Linked DNA regions of Mus musculus: regions 1 and 2 are each linked to region 3. The links are chromatin contacts, called in public Micro-C and promoter capture Hi-C maps. All regions are on one chromosome and are shown on one strand. The core of a region is the stretch at or near the end of the contact, and the rest is flanking DNA. Distances in the headings are between cores, read along the strand shown. Region 1 holds the start of Creb5 (cAMP responsive element binding protein 5). Region 2 overlaps Jazf1 (JAZF zinc finger 1). Region 3 holds the start of Evx1 (even-skipped homeobox 1).

Region 1 (4,214 bases), core at 809-3,308, 970 kb before region 3:
CTCTACAAACATAGAAACTCAAGGATAAGGATAAGAAAGTACCGCGCGCAGCAGCAGCAAAGTGTTGTATGGTACTTTCAGCTCTCAGACACTTCCTTGACTTTGGAAATAAAATGTCAAATCTAGATCCTTTCCCGCTAAACCTGATTTAGTCAGGTCCTTCATCCTTCTCCTAGGCTCGGTTCACGGGGCTCTGGGCTCTTAGCTGTGGCTTATTGCTTTCCTAAGTCACTGCAGGCACAAGCTATTAGCATATAAGGCTTCTAAACCTTTCCAGGGATTTTTCTATCCAGGCTGAACATTCTCGCGTGGGAAAAACGGGCCTGGATAGTGCCTTTCTTAAATAATAGAAAAGGGCAGATTGAGCGTTCATCAGGTACTGAGCTCGCTCAGGCACCAGAAGCTCTTCAGCTCACTCCTGGGACAGCATTCCCCCTGGGGGAAACTGTAAAAGGCGGGGGCAGGCCGAGTGATAACGAGGTGGGCGGGAGAGGGATGGAGGAAGAGGGGTAGGGAAAGAGAGGGCAATAGCTGTGTCCAGAGAACCCGCAATTGCCCCGGGGGATGGGGGCATAGTTGCTTTGACAGCATTCTGAGCCCCCAAACCCTTGAATATCTGAAGCCCTTAATAAAACACTTACTGGCCTGCAGAATGACGTAATGGACCTGTAGCCAGCCTTTATTCTTTGACACATGTCAGGAAGAGGGAAAAATAAAAAACCAAGCAAGCGTTGCTGATACTGACAACGATGTACAAGTAGCCCACTCTAGTTCCCAGCGTTGAACCAGCATCAAGTGGGGGCGGCACTCGTCCAGGGAAAGCTGGAGCTTTTTCTACTAGACACTCCCTGGAAATAAATCTATGACTAGAAAATAAATGAAAAATTAAAGCGGGCTATAGTCCCTCTAAAGTGGCTTAGTGGGGGCGGTGTCTGCTTGTCTCAACCCTTTAAGAACTTTGTGAAAAGTTTAAGCGGTTCGATAAAGAATCTGGCTCAAAGGCAGACTCTGTCGCCCGGTCCTGAGAACCGCCTGGGTGCAGTGCGGCTCGGGCCCCAGCTGTCATTTGGGGCAGCAGCCCGGAAGAAGTAAGAGTGCCAGCGCAAAGGGGACGGAGGCGGGAGGCGGCTGCAGGAGTGAAGGCGAGGGCTGCGGAGCACTCTCGAGCTGGAGCGCCTGGAGCGAAAGTCAAGTCCCCCTCCAAGGCAACCGACCCTCCCGCTGCAGCCGGCGGCCGGTCGCGAGAACTGGCAGCGGCCGCTGGGCACCCGGGAGAGGGAGAACCCCCTGCGAACTCGCTCGGCTGCCCCTAGGTGACCAGGCGACTTTGCCGCAACGGTTGGAAGTTTGCTAACTTTCTCCCGGGGTTCCGCTGCATCACTGAGAAACGGGATGCGAGGAGGCTCCAGGTTCCTGGTCTGTTGCTGCTGCTGCTACCACTGCCGCCTCCGCCGCCGCCACCACCACCGCCGCTTGACCACACTTCAGAAGGGTTCCACACCATGCCGGGGCTCTGGAGGCAAACATACACCCCCGATTCATAACTGTTCCCCGTGTCAGGGAAACTCACGCGCGCTCCCATACACGCACGCACACTGGGTCGGACACGGCGCTGGCTCCACTCAGCATCCCTCCAGTCGCACGGCGCAGCAATCACCAAGAAGCGCTCCGGGACGGACACGGCGTGGGGTCTCTGGGTGACTACAGGACACAGCACAACTCCACAGTCCACCAGCAATTGGGGCCGGACTTCCTTCTGATCCGCCAAAGTGTTTACAAACACAAATCAAGGGGGAAAAAATGCATCGCATCCTTTCTACTCCTTGCCCTGTGACCTGCCCATTGGACTAAGTAACCTCGCGGCTGCAGCGATGAACCAACCCCTGCAAACAAGGACGCTCCGGAGTCGGCTCGCGCGGCAAGTGCAGCGAAAGTGGCTAAATGCAAAAGGCCCAGAAGTGGCCGCGCCGTATTTTTAGGAACTTACCAAACAAGTGTGGAGAAGGCAAGAGCCGAGCCCGGGTGAAGGGACCACGTTGGACTGAGCAAAGATTACAATACATTCTATTTAGAGTGCATTACATCACCCCCCCGGTGACGTCACGTGGGATTCCTGAACTTCTAAATCATTGCGGTCCGTTGGGGAAAAGGAGGGAGAGAGGGGCGGGGCCCGCACGCCGAGGGGGCGGGCCCGGTCTCCGCCCCGCCCAAATCCCGCCCCTCGAGCGGACCCGGGTGCTTGCGGCGGCGTCCGCGATCGCGCAAGCAACAGCTTGCACAGCCCAGCGCCGAGTAACACGGCCCCCCGACATTAGTGGTGTGAGTCAGCTTGGAAACAATCCTGAAGGTTTCAAACAGAGCCACGCAGGAGACACCGGCACGAGCTCTTCTGCAAGAAGTGTCTGTAGGGTCAGAAAGAAGTAAGGTTTGGGGTGTGTGCATGAGGTGGTAAGGATGCTGAAGGAGGTAGAAAGAGACATTTACACTTACAAATGCAGGCCACTTCCTACTTCCCTACCCCAGCCACCGAAGATACCCAGATCCTTTGCCTGTGACAGCCATGACCTCATTGCAGCGTTCTCTGCATGCTGGCTTCTTAGTATCTCCATTTCGCCGCCCCTCTCCTCATCACGCTCAAGGGCATATAACTTCTTGTGCACACTCAGTAGGACTACACACAGCCTTCCCTGGTCTCGCACCTTGCATGTGCTGACCTGTGAGAGAATCTCTCTAAAGGCGAAAGGCGAATCTCAGCCAAGAGCCAAATGATGAGCCGGATTTAGACTCCGCGTCAGCGCCGGAAGGGCCCTGGCCATTGCTTCCAGAGCCTCTGCTACTGGCCCAAGCTCGCCGGCTGGGAAGCAGTCGAGCCAGGGCTAGAATACAGGATCTAGGGCCAGGTCTGCAAAGGGAAAAGAGGACTGACCTTTTTCAGCATGGGCCAGAAGCCACCGCTCTCACCTTCCTCATCCCTGGCAAGGGCTAGATTTCCTTTTGGAAGCTCTCTCTCCCTTTGGGGAGCATTGAAAGCCTGTTCGAAATGACCACTGTCATCCAACAACAGCTCACACTTTGCCAAACACTTGAAGCCACACCATTTTCTTCTTCCTCATATGACTTTGACAGAATAAGGAAAAGCGGGGAGTGTGTTGTAATTATCTCTATTTCACAGCTGAGCTGAGGCAGACAGACTCAGAAGGCTAGGAGCTCTCCTGATCATCAGGGACCACTCTAGCGCATGTCTAACCCCAGATCTCACCTGGGTTCCTTGGTAGAATCAGGCATATTAATTCTTTTCTGATGGCTGACTGGTTAGAACTTCAACTAAGAGCTTGCTGGCTGGGAGTTGGATCTTTGCTTAGGAACAGTTTAGCCCCCATTAACAAACAATAATGGCTCCTGACATTTATGTAACATCTGACATTTATATAGTGCCTCTCATCCCAATGCATCACAGCCTGACTGTGTAGTCTGCCAGAGGATCATGACTAGACTGGCTAGGAATCGTAATGCTTTGCCCAAATTGTCACATTTCTGAGCTGGTTTTGACATACTAAGTGGAAGAGCTTTCTATTTCCTTTCTGGTTTGAAGTGTTTAGCCCCTCCTCCCCCACCACTTGTCTTCAGGGTTCCCTGAAATCACAGGGACTGACAACTCCCTCTTTCCTTGTAGCCTTCCTATAAGTTCTTCTGTGAATTTTCCTCTCCTCTTCTCCATGGGACACTGAAGGAACTGTGAAAGAAGATGCTGGTCCTAACCTGAAACAACAAAACCTTGACTGTGATGGCTCAATTGTCTGGGTTTAGGGAAGGAAACCATGGTTCACTGAACAGCAGCTTCCGTATCCACCTTCCATCTCAATTTCCAGTACAGCCTTGCTCACCCAGAGCAGAGAGCAACCTCCTTCCTCAGAGAAAAAGAAAGTGCCCAAAGGAATTGAGCCAGCTTGAAGCTAAGAGCTGGGGTTTTCCCCCTGGTGGATAAACCAAAGGAATGAAGCGAAGAATTAAGTGGGCAAAGCCAGGGTGATGGTCACAAGATTCACACACCTGCAAGGAGTTAAATGACTCAATTCACAGAATTATCTAAACATAAGAAGCATGAATAAATAAGTTTTCATGAAAGCACTACCCAACTTTCATAATGCAACACTGGGAATATTTACAGTAACTCAAGAATTATATCACTTGCATTAACAAGTGTTCTCGGCCCT
Region 2 (4,412 bases), core at 780-3,279, 700 kb before region 3:
TTTATACCCTGAACAATTGGACCTCGAGACTACCATGATATGATAGGTTCTGACATTTTTGTATGGATTTGAATGAAAAACTTAACCACTGTTTGATTTGAGGACTAGGAGTCTTTATTTCTGAAGAGCTCACCAGGTAAGGGTCATGCTGTGCCCTCTATGGGACCATGCCCTGTCACTCTCAAAGGACAAATTTCCTAGCATACCTAGCTTCACTATTCCCAACAGTGAGAGGTCTCAGGTGTATATCTCTGTTCTTTGGCTAACATCCATGAATTTGATATTCTTTGTGATCTCTTGTGTTTATGAGCACAGGGGTACTGTGGAAGACAAAAAGACAGAGGAAGGGTGAGTGAGCCTCATTTTCAGAAATCACTCTACCAGGCTGACTTCTGTTGACTCCTGAGTCCTGCTTTAGAGAATGCATAGACTTCATTCATGTCCTGTTGCACTTGGCCCTAACCAAACCCTTAATACTACGCACAGTTTGTTCCTCAGCATCTTGTGTTCCAGCAACAGCTAAGTGTTGAAGCCATTACAAGCTTTGGAATATGGATGTAGGTGGGCAGTAACTAAACTCACATACTTATAGTGCCTCACTTATAAATGCCCAAGAATTCAGCTCTCAGGTTGTGGTGAGTGCATTGTGTAAAATTCCCTTATTTTTTGACTACTTTCGGGTTGAAAGAATTTGTTTATAGACACTATGGGAATGTTAAACAGGTAGGGGTGAGTCTGGTTCATTTCAGTGGTCTTTTGGTTCCCTTTGGATTTAATGAGAAAACCTTGGTCTAGTAAGTTTCACTTATATCAATTTATTCTCTATGTGTCTGCCTCTAGTAATGTGCATGCATTCACTTAACTAGTAAATATCCCTAAAAATTATCAGCACCAAATTGCTTTATTAAAAAGCAGATTTTTAGCAGACTCCTACAAATGGCACATATATTTGTACTTGTGTGCTAGCTATGTAAATATAATTTCAATTTCTTAAAGTTTTTATCATTCTATTATTTTATATCTAAAAGACTCAAGGAGTGATAGTTGATAATGTTGTTAGCAATTAAAAGACACATAATAACTATACTTTTTTCTAAATTCTGTCCCCATTGTGTGTGTGTGTTAGGGCCAACTTGTTCTCTAGAAAATATAATGTACCAAGTGGTGTGTATTTTATATTATATCTCTTCTCATTCCTCCTTGATTTTTTTATAGTGATCATGCTTAACCTTTGTATTAAGAAAAGGTTAAATATTAGTTTAATGAAGACTGCTTTAGCATGCATTTAGAAAATGGGGGGACTTGTTCTTTTTGCTACCATATTGATTTATTTCCCTAAATATAGAAATAAAAAATCTTCTCATTACCCTCTAGCAAAGTTCCTGAACAGCTGCAGAAGGGACAGTGTTGATAACTTAAATACATATTTTTAATCTCTTAAGCATAGTTTAAAAAGCACATTCCTGCCTCTCTTCCCGTACCAACTCAATCACAGTGCTTCATATTGAGACTTCCCCACACCCCCAAGTCTGCATTTTTATTAGGCATCACAAGTGATTGTCTTGTAAAATTCAGTTTGAGAGCCACCCTTTGACCTGAGATTTCCTATCCTTTGTAAGGACTGAAGTATCTTCTAGGTTTCTTGTTTGTTTTAAAGGTTTGTAACAACTGTACATCTGTATCACACCCTATTATTGTCAGAAATACTGACAGACAAATGAGTCTCTGGTTCTCTCAGATGTTGGCTAGAAGGCACATACTCTGTGAATACTCAGGGACTATTTACAGAGGCCCTGCTGGATGAATTTGTCCTCTGTCCAGCCCAGGAAGCAGTGCTCCTCCAGGTGGAATCTAACAGCCCTGGCGGAAGGCTCATGAAAAACAGCCTTGGGTCAGAACAGAGGACTTAGTGAGTCTTCTCAGAGGTCTGCTCCAACCTGAGTTTTCGAAGAATATCCTCTGCTTAGACTGATCGGTTAGCCCAAGAAAGTGACTCAGCATCTTGTGTTCTGACTGGTTGGTTCTTTTGAAAAGGTCATTGTGTTCAGGAATTCAGACAGTTTGAATGCAAGCAATGATAGTGTGGAAGGTACTCTTGGATCTTTGGTTTCCTGTTGATTAAACTTTGCAGCAAGCTGGTGTTAGGTTCAAGATCAGAGACACACATCTTACTGAGTTAGCCTAGAATGGCAGGCAGTTTTCAGGTTTAGCAGAAGCATCTGGAGGGCCTGTTAAAAAACAGATTTTTGACTCTACTGCCAAAATTTGAATTTCTTAAGTCTGGGGCCAGACCTGTGAACATGCTGTACTTTCTAACAGTTCCCCGGGACTGGGGTGCCTCTGGTCCAGGAACCATGTACTGAGAACTCTCGCACCTTTCTGTCGCTGTTCTTTAGAACTGTAGTTTTCACCCTGTATGCTTTAACCCCTTTGAGGGTCAAAAGACCCTTTCATAGGGGTCACAAATCAGATGTCCTGCATATCACATATTTGCATTATGATTCATAATAGTAGCAAAATTACAGTTGTAAAGTAGCAACAAAAATAAGTTTATGGTCAGGGTCACCACAGCATGAGGAACTGTATTAAAGGGTTACAGCATTAGGAAGACTGAGAACAACTGCTTTAGATCCTCAGGGTAAGTTAAGAGTTAGCAGTATTTCTCTGTAAGGATTAATGTAAGCGTTTCATAGGGCAAACCTGGAAATATACTGTGTAATCTACTAGAATCTCAAGACTTTCCTCTTGCAAATCTCACTATCATTACTGTTTCCAGCCTTGTTCTCCTAGACCCATAAGTTCCTGGCAAATGTGTACCCCAAAAGCCATCAGTGCCACCACATCCTGAGATGGATTACACATGAGGGTGCATGTTTGGTTAAGGGCATTTTCAGTTAAGTCCGTAAAGGCTTCAGGAACCTAAGGCCTGACTTAGGACAAGTTGTGTGCTTCAGAGAAGGATCTGCCCATCTGTCCATCTGCCCATGGCTGAGTTCTCACACCACCAGTGTGAGATCTCTGATCTGCTATGCAGCAGTCAACTCCACTAGCTATGTAAAAGCAAGCTTCCAAACTTTCCCTAATATATGCCCTTAAGTTGCTGATCACTGCTTAGGATATCCTAGAGTGTTGATTCAGTGTTTTAAACAACTAATCTCTTCATTAATCCCAACCTTTAGAAGGTCACAGGCAACAGAACTTTGGGTGGGAAATACATTCTACCTCCTTTTGGGAGCAATTAGTTCAAGACTGGATTCCATTTGGCCAGGAAGATTTTCAAATCAAAGAATACTAGACTTTGACCAGAAAAATGAAAGACCCTTTGGAGTTAGCTGCATCTACTCACCCCCATGAGGATCCCTGCCTTTATCTTCTCTTGTGCCGCAGACTTTTGCTTAGTTTTACAGTCTTGCAGTACATCCAGAGAAAGGAGCTTAGCAATGGTCCGGTTTGACTGACAAACCTCACAGCCCACGATTGTTCTTGTATCATCACGTTGCCCTTTCATGTTCCTTACAGTTCTCTGTTCCATGCTGTTTCTTGTCCTGGGTGAGGATTTGCTTGCCCCACCTATGCCTGCCTTGCTCTTTTATGTTTAAGGTCTAAGTGATGGGTACCTTCATCTCAAGTGGCCTGTGAGTCCCACCTCCGCCCCTGTCTTACTTATTCTCTTCTCAGCTCTCATTGCTTCCTGAAAGGTTATTGTTTTGTATTATGAGTGCATTTTCTTGTAGTGGGATAACAGTAGGGACATTTTCTGACTACTGTGTCTGGCACCTAGGTCATTGTCTAGCAAATAATAAGTATGCAACAAACATGTGTTGCATGAGTAAGTGAAAGTGAGGCAAAAGGCCACCATTTATAGGAGTCGCGAGGAGGCTGGGAGGTCTATGAATGGGGTGCATCTACAAAGAAACCCAGATCTGGCAGCTTGACACTCAGGAGATACAGTGACTTAGGGTTTTGTTGTTGTGGCAAGTAAAAATATTTATTTGGGAAACCAAGAAGCCAAAGATGAGAGTAAAGACCACCCTCTTGTGCTCTGCAGTGATAAAGGACTTAATGGGGAGAAAAGAAAAGCAGGTGCTGAGGCCCATGGGCTCTACACGGTGAGCCTGAAATGGGACATCAAGATTCACATTGGTCTTAAGTGCAATCCCCTAGTTCAGTCTCCCGGATTTATTTCTAAACTGACAGCATCATCCATCTCCCGTGGAGCCCCTATGAGAGTCAGCAGTGCCATGTGATGTTACGTAGTTGGCCGTCCAGGATGCATCCTCTGGATTGGAGGCAGGACAGGGAGGACAGGTGAAGGATGGCAGTAAACAAGATGGCCACCAGACAGCTCCTCCAGTCAGGCTGCTCACCCCAGAATGGGGGATCTTTCTGTATGAGCACTGTCAACATTTACT
Region 3 (4,186 bases), core at 925-3,424:
TGACTTCAGGCTGGAGGAGGGGCATTAGAAGGAGAACCCCTTAGCTTCCTCAGTCACTGATTCTGCTGGGGCTCTGGAAGCTTCACCGGAGAGGTCTTGACACAGAAAAGGTTTGGGGCAGGCTTAAAGTGGCTGTTTGGAAGACCTGGACCTAAGGCATACTGGGTCTAAAGGCTTCCCTTCCGCTTGCCCCTGGGTGCAGCAAAGGGCATATCCCCTGAACTCTCTGCTTGTGTTGGTAGGGATGGGTAAGGATGTGCCGGAACACTGAATTCTTGAGGTTAATGTATTGTAGCTTGTTGGACATACAGTGAGCTTCCTCGATCTTGTGTGTGTGTGCACCAGTATGCCAGTACCAGGTGTGGGGATGTGTGTTGGGTTGCACCTATTGCAGGAGTGGTATATTTTGAGTATGGGTTGTGAGGACATGGTATGGTAGAGAAGCTGGGTTAGATAGATGATAAGATGATAGGAGATGGAGGTGGATACTTAACAAGGTGGTGTTGGCTGCCTAGGCCTAGAGGTAGAGGCAAGCCTTTCCCACCCATTCCCATGGTTTTGTGGAGGTGTGTCTGCTGATGGGCTTCCAGTCTTTCATTCCTAGGAGTGGATATTGTTGGTATAGAGAGACTCCCTTCTGAGCTATCCACCCCCACTCCCATTAGCCCCTGGTGAGAAGGAGCAGTGTAATTAAAGTACCAACCCCTTAGACCCACCCCAGAGGAGGGTGGGGCTCCAGCCCCCCTGCAGCTGCTTTTCCTTTGGGTGGAGAAGTGAGACTGAGGGAAAGAGGGAGGGGGAGGGCCCAATCCCCGCCTTTTCAAATGCAACCGGAGACCAAAGGCAATTAGACCATTGGGACCATTTCCGACCTGGCGCCGCCAGCCCGGGAAGTGACAAGGTAATTTGGACCTCTGACCGACGTGCAAACTGGTCGGAGGGCTGCAGCCCTCCGGAGACCAGAGTCCGCCACGATTTTACGGTCCTTTATATTCTCCGGGCTTCCGCGCCTCCTTGTGCCTTGCTCCCCTCCAGTCAAACTGCCCGGACAACCGTTTGATCTTGCCCTACCCGACGGATGTGTCTTTCCGTCTTAGCTGAATCATTCCCACAAAACTCGGGGGTTGGGAGGTTGGGGTGCGTTTTGGACCCCTCAAGTCAAGACTTGTGCCAACGCTGACATTCGTCCAGGCACAACTGTCACTCTAATGGGATAACACGAGAGCCCTCACACACACTAAGGTGCAGAGAGCAAAAGAGTTGTTCAGGTGCCCCCGCCCCACTCACCCAACCCCCAGCCATCCTGCCCCAAGGGAAAGGAGCATCTTGCACCTGGCCTGAGATGAAGGGAACTGTGGGTGGAGTGGGCGGACCGGGGAGCGGAGGGGCAAGGTGGCTACCTTTGCTGTGCTGGTACTCGGCGTTCCCGGTGGCGCAGTCTGGGGTGCAGCTCACCTCGATTTCTTCATAGAAATCCGATTCGGTGTCTGAGCTACTAGGTTGCCCTTGGCCAGAGAGGCTGTCCGCGGAGGGGACTGGGGGTCCCGGGCCAAGCATGGCCGCTCCAGCAGACCGTGGCTCGGCGCCCAGCCCTGCAGCACTGCCTGCTAGTCCATCGACCGGCTCCTCCTCCTGGCCTCCCCCGCCACGCTCCCGGGAAGTCGGAGGGCCGGCTCGCGGGCTCAGGCAACCGTGGGGCACCATCTTCTCTGGCGGTTCAGGCAGCGGGCTGCTCACGGCTTCGGACAAATTAGAGACCCTCTTACCAACCAGAGTGCCAAGCTGACCCCCATCCAGAAACATAACCATGTCCTTTCGGCTCTCCATCCCCGGACTCTCCAGAGGGGGGGAGGGGGAAAACCCCCAAGTAAGCTCCTAATCCCAGGCTCCCTGGGATCTTGGCTGAGAAGAGGAGCTAAGGCGACAAGGCAGGCGCCGGGTAGCCCCAGCGCCGTGTCGACGGCGACCGCGGAGATGGCAGTGGGGAGCTAGGGTCACCTTGTGATGCGAGCGCTCCTCTGTGCCGCACCGCCTCTGGGAGGAAGCCCCATTGCCCTCTTCTTTCTAAGCTGTCATCCTCCTGCTGCAATCGTCATTACAGTACCGCTGGTGACGCCACTCGGCGAACGCAAGTGGATAAATAGAAACGTCTGCCACAGTGAAGATGAAAGGAGACCCGCAGCTAATGGCTCGGCAGTGATGCGCCAGGTGTGGGCCTCGCTCGAATGGGGAGGAGAGTGTGAAAACAGAGAGACACACACACTGGGAAAGGGAGACACCCAGACACAGAGGATGCAAATGGAATTCCGCACACAGAAAAGGGAGCGCTTAAGGCGCGCAGCGAGTTCCACAGGGGCAACAGGACTTGGTAATTGAAAAATGCTTTTGAAATTTTATTTTATTGTTGTTTTGACTTCTGTTTTCTTAACCTGGTGTCTAGATCTAATACTAATGAAAGAATCCATAGCTACTCTTTGGAAGCTGTTTACAAACCCAGGTTTTCTGAGTATTAATACAACCGCTTGTCTTTTTTTTTTTTTTTTTTTTTTTAACCAGCTACTGAAAAGGTACCCTCCACCTCAGTTGTCTGGGGAGCTTGAGCCTAAAGTACCCGTTCCTCCCTCATCTCCCCAACCCCATCTGTCTCCCTCCTAAGAACCAAACTTTATTTTCATCCCCTAACAGCCAAAAGATATCGTTTTCCCCTTTGAGAACCGGCCTTGTGTGCTAACACAGTGTTCCTCGATTTTAGAAGAAGAAGAAAAATCTCTCCCCACCCAGATCACCTGGCTAAAATTCGAAGTGTTCAATGAGTTGTTGTTGTTAATTATCTCTATCTAGATGGCCTGATTTGAATTTGGATTGGCTCTTCATAGAAGAAAACATCTTTTGGTTTGGCTTATCTCCGGGCTATTTCAGGTATGTCGGTTAGGGAAAGGGTCTAAGATTGGCCTTTCTTTTTCTGTCTGTATTTTAGGTATTTCTACAGAGTCAACGAATTCTGCCACAAACGGCGTGTTCTAATGAAAAGGAGCTGGCAATCCGGCCCCCTGCTCTGGTAGTACGGAAGGAGCCCAGGTAGAAGGTGCTGGCCTTCTCTGATGGTTTTAGGGCAGCTGTGGGTAGATTGTGTGGCAAAGAGTATCAGCAGGGTTTGAGCTTGCAGGGTCCTCTCCTGGGCTCTACCCAAAAGAGATTTTCTGTGTCCAAAGCTAGAGGTAGGAGAGAAAGTTGTTGAAATGTCATGGGGAAAACAAAAAACAAAAACAAAAAACAAAAACAGGCAGTAGGCGGGGTGAAGGGACTAGGCTAATCCTCTGAGGAGGTGAAGGTCTGGACCTGTGGAATTCTGGGACTTGGTGTTTGGGAGAAGGAGTAGAAGAATCTCCTGCGGAGCCTGGCAGGTGGGCCAGATTGAGGGGCAGAGGTGAGCACCCTCCGAGTTTAGCTCCTCCATCCCCCTCTCTGGCTCCCCCTGCAATATTTTCCACTAGTGAGCAGCCTGCCCTCTTAGCTGAAGAAGCGGGGGGTGGGGATAAAAACTCCTGTGTCCCAAGGCAAAGCCCCAGCTTCTAAGAAAGTTCCTGTGATTCCCTCATTGTCCTCTGTCTCCTACCCTTTTCTCAGTTTCTCTCTACCCTTCCCTCAATCTGGCTGATTTAGGATTATGGAAATAATGGAGGAAGCCAGAGGTTTAGGAAAACGACTCTGGCTTTCCATTTCTCTCCTGATGCAGCAAATGTTTGTTAATCTTGCCTGGGGAACAAGGGCAGATGACAAGAAGGGTGGTATCCAAGCAAATGTGTCCACTCCCTATTAACCCCCAAAGCCAGCAGTTGCTGAACACTGCCAGCCCAGAAATCTAGAGAAAGATTTCAGAGGCCAAGGCAGAGATGGGGTCAAGGGGATAGTGAGTTCTCGGATCTTCTCCTGCCCTGAGGAGATATCCACCAATTCTGGCTTGTCCTGGCTTTCTCACTCCAGCCAGAGTCTGCTTGGTCTCTCTGTTCTCTAGACTCCTGAATCTGTCTCAGGGCTGCTGCTGCTGCTGCATCTTCTGGGGCTGGGCCTGTGAGACACCCACTCTCCCAGCCCCCCCCCCCCCCCCCCATGAACTAGCCACTACTTCACTGCCCTCCCTCTCAGAGGGAGGCTGGTCTGACTTCCCTGCCCCGCCCCCAGCTTT

Evidence for each region. Promoter capture Hi-C pulls out the DNA fragments that hold promoters and counts their contacts. A called contact is a pair of places that touch in the nucleus more often than the background predicts.
Region 1: a contact with region 3 is called in a Micro-C map of embryonic stem cells, with 6 times the contacts expected there. The contact joins the promoter of Creb5 here to the promoter of Evx1 in region 3. A contact is called at or near these places in 4 of 39 promoter capture datasets (embryonic stem cells, hippocampal neurons, liver and 1 more), 4 of 484 Hi-C or Micro-C datasets (all in embryonic stem cells) and 1 of 9 other capture datasets (liver).
Region 2: a promoter capture Hi-C map of embryonic stem cells shows a contact between it and region 3, with 3 times the contacts expected there. The contact joins the enhancer-like site here to the promoter of Evx1 in region 3. A contact is called at or near these places in 5 of 39 promoter capture datasets (embryonic stem cells, liver, neutrophils and 1 more), 4 of 115 datasets of contacts at active chromatin or transcription factors (bone marrow-derived macrophages, embryonic limb bud, embryonic stem cells and 1 more) and 2 of 9 other capture datasets (adipose tissue and liver).

The regions. Positions count from the first base shown.
Region 1 is chr6:53,285,147-53,289,360 of GRCm38.p6, reverse strand. It overlaps Creb5 (cAMP responsive element binding protein 5), which reads right to left and starts at 2,058. Exons shown (of 11, transcript NM_001327821.1): 1 at 1,988-2,058.
Region 2 is chr6:53,015,173-53,019,584 of GRCm38.p6, reverse strand. The region is part of intron 1 of Jazf1 (JAZF zinc finger 1); the gene reads left to right. Among named protein-coding and RNA genes, the nearest start is that of Gm33219, 41 kb to the right of the region's middle. Within about 2 kb of position 2,029, at least 15 of the 459 cell types and tissues checked have an H3K27ac peak or open chromatin away from gene starts, as enhancers often do. A contact at or near this core is called in embryonic stem cells, where this site is marked.
Region 3 is chr6:52,311,486-52,315,671 of GRCm38.p6, reverse strand. Evx1 (even-skipped homeobox 1) reads right to left here and starts at 2,174. Exons shown (of 3, transcript NM_007966.4): 1 at 1,401-2,174. The coding sequence starts at 1,827. It overlaps Evx1os (even skipped homeotic gene 1, opposite strand), which reads left to right and starts at 840. Exons shown (of 4, transcript NR_038163.1): 1 at 840-901; 2 at 2,102-2,368; 3 at 2,842-2,919.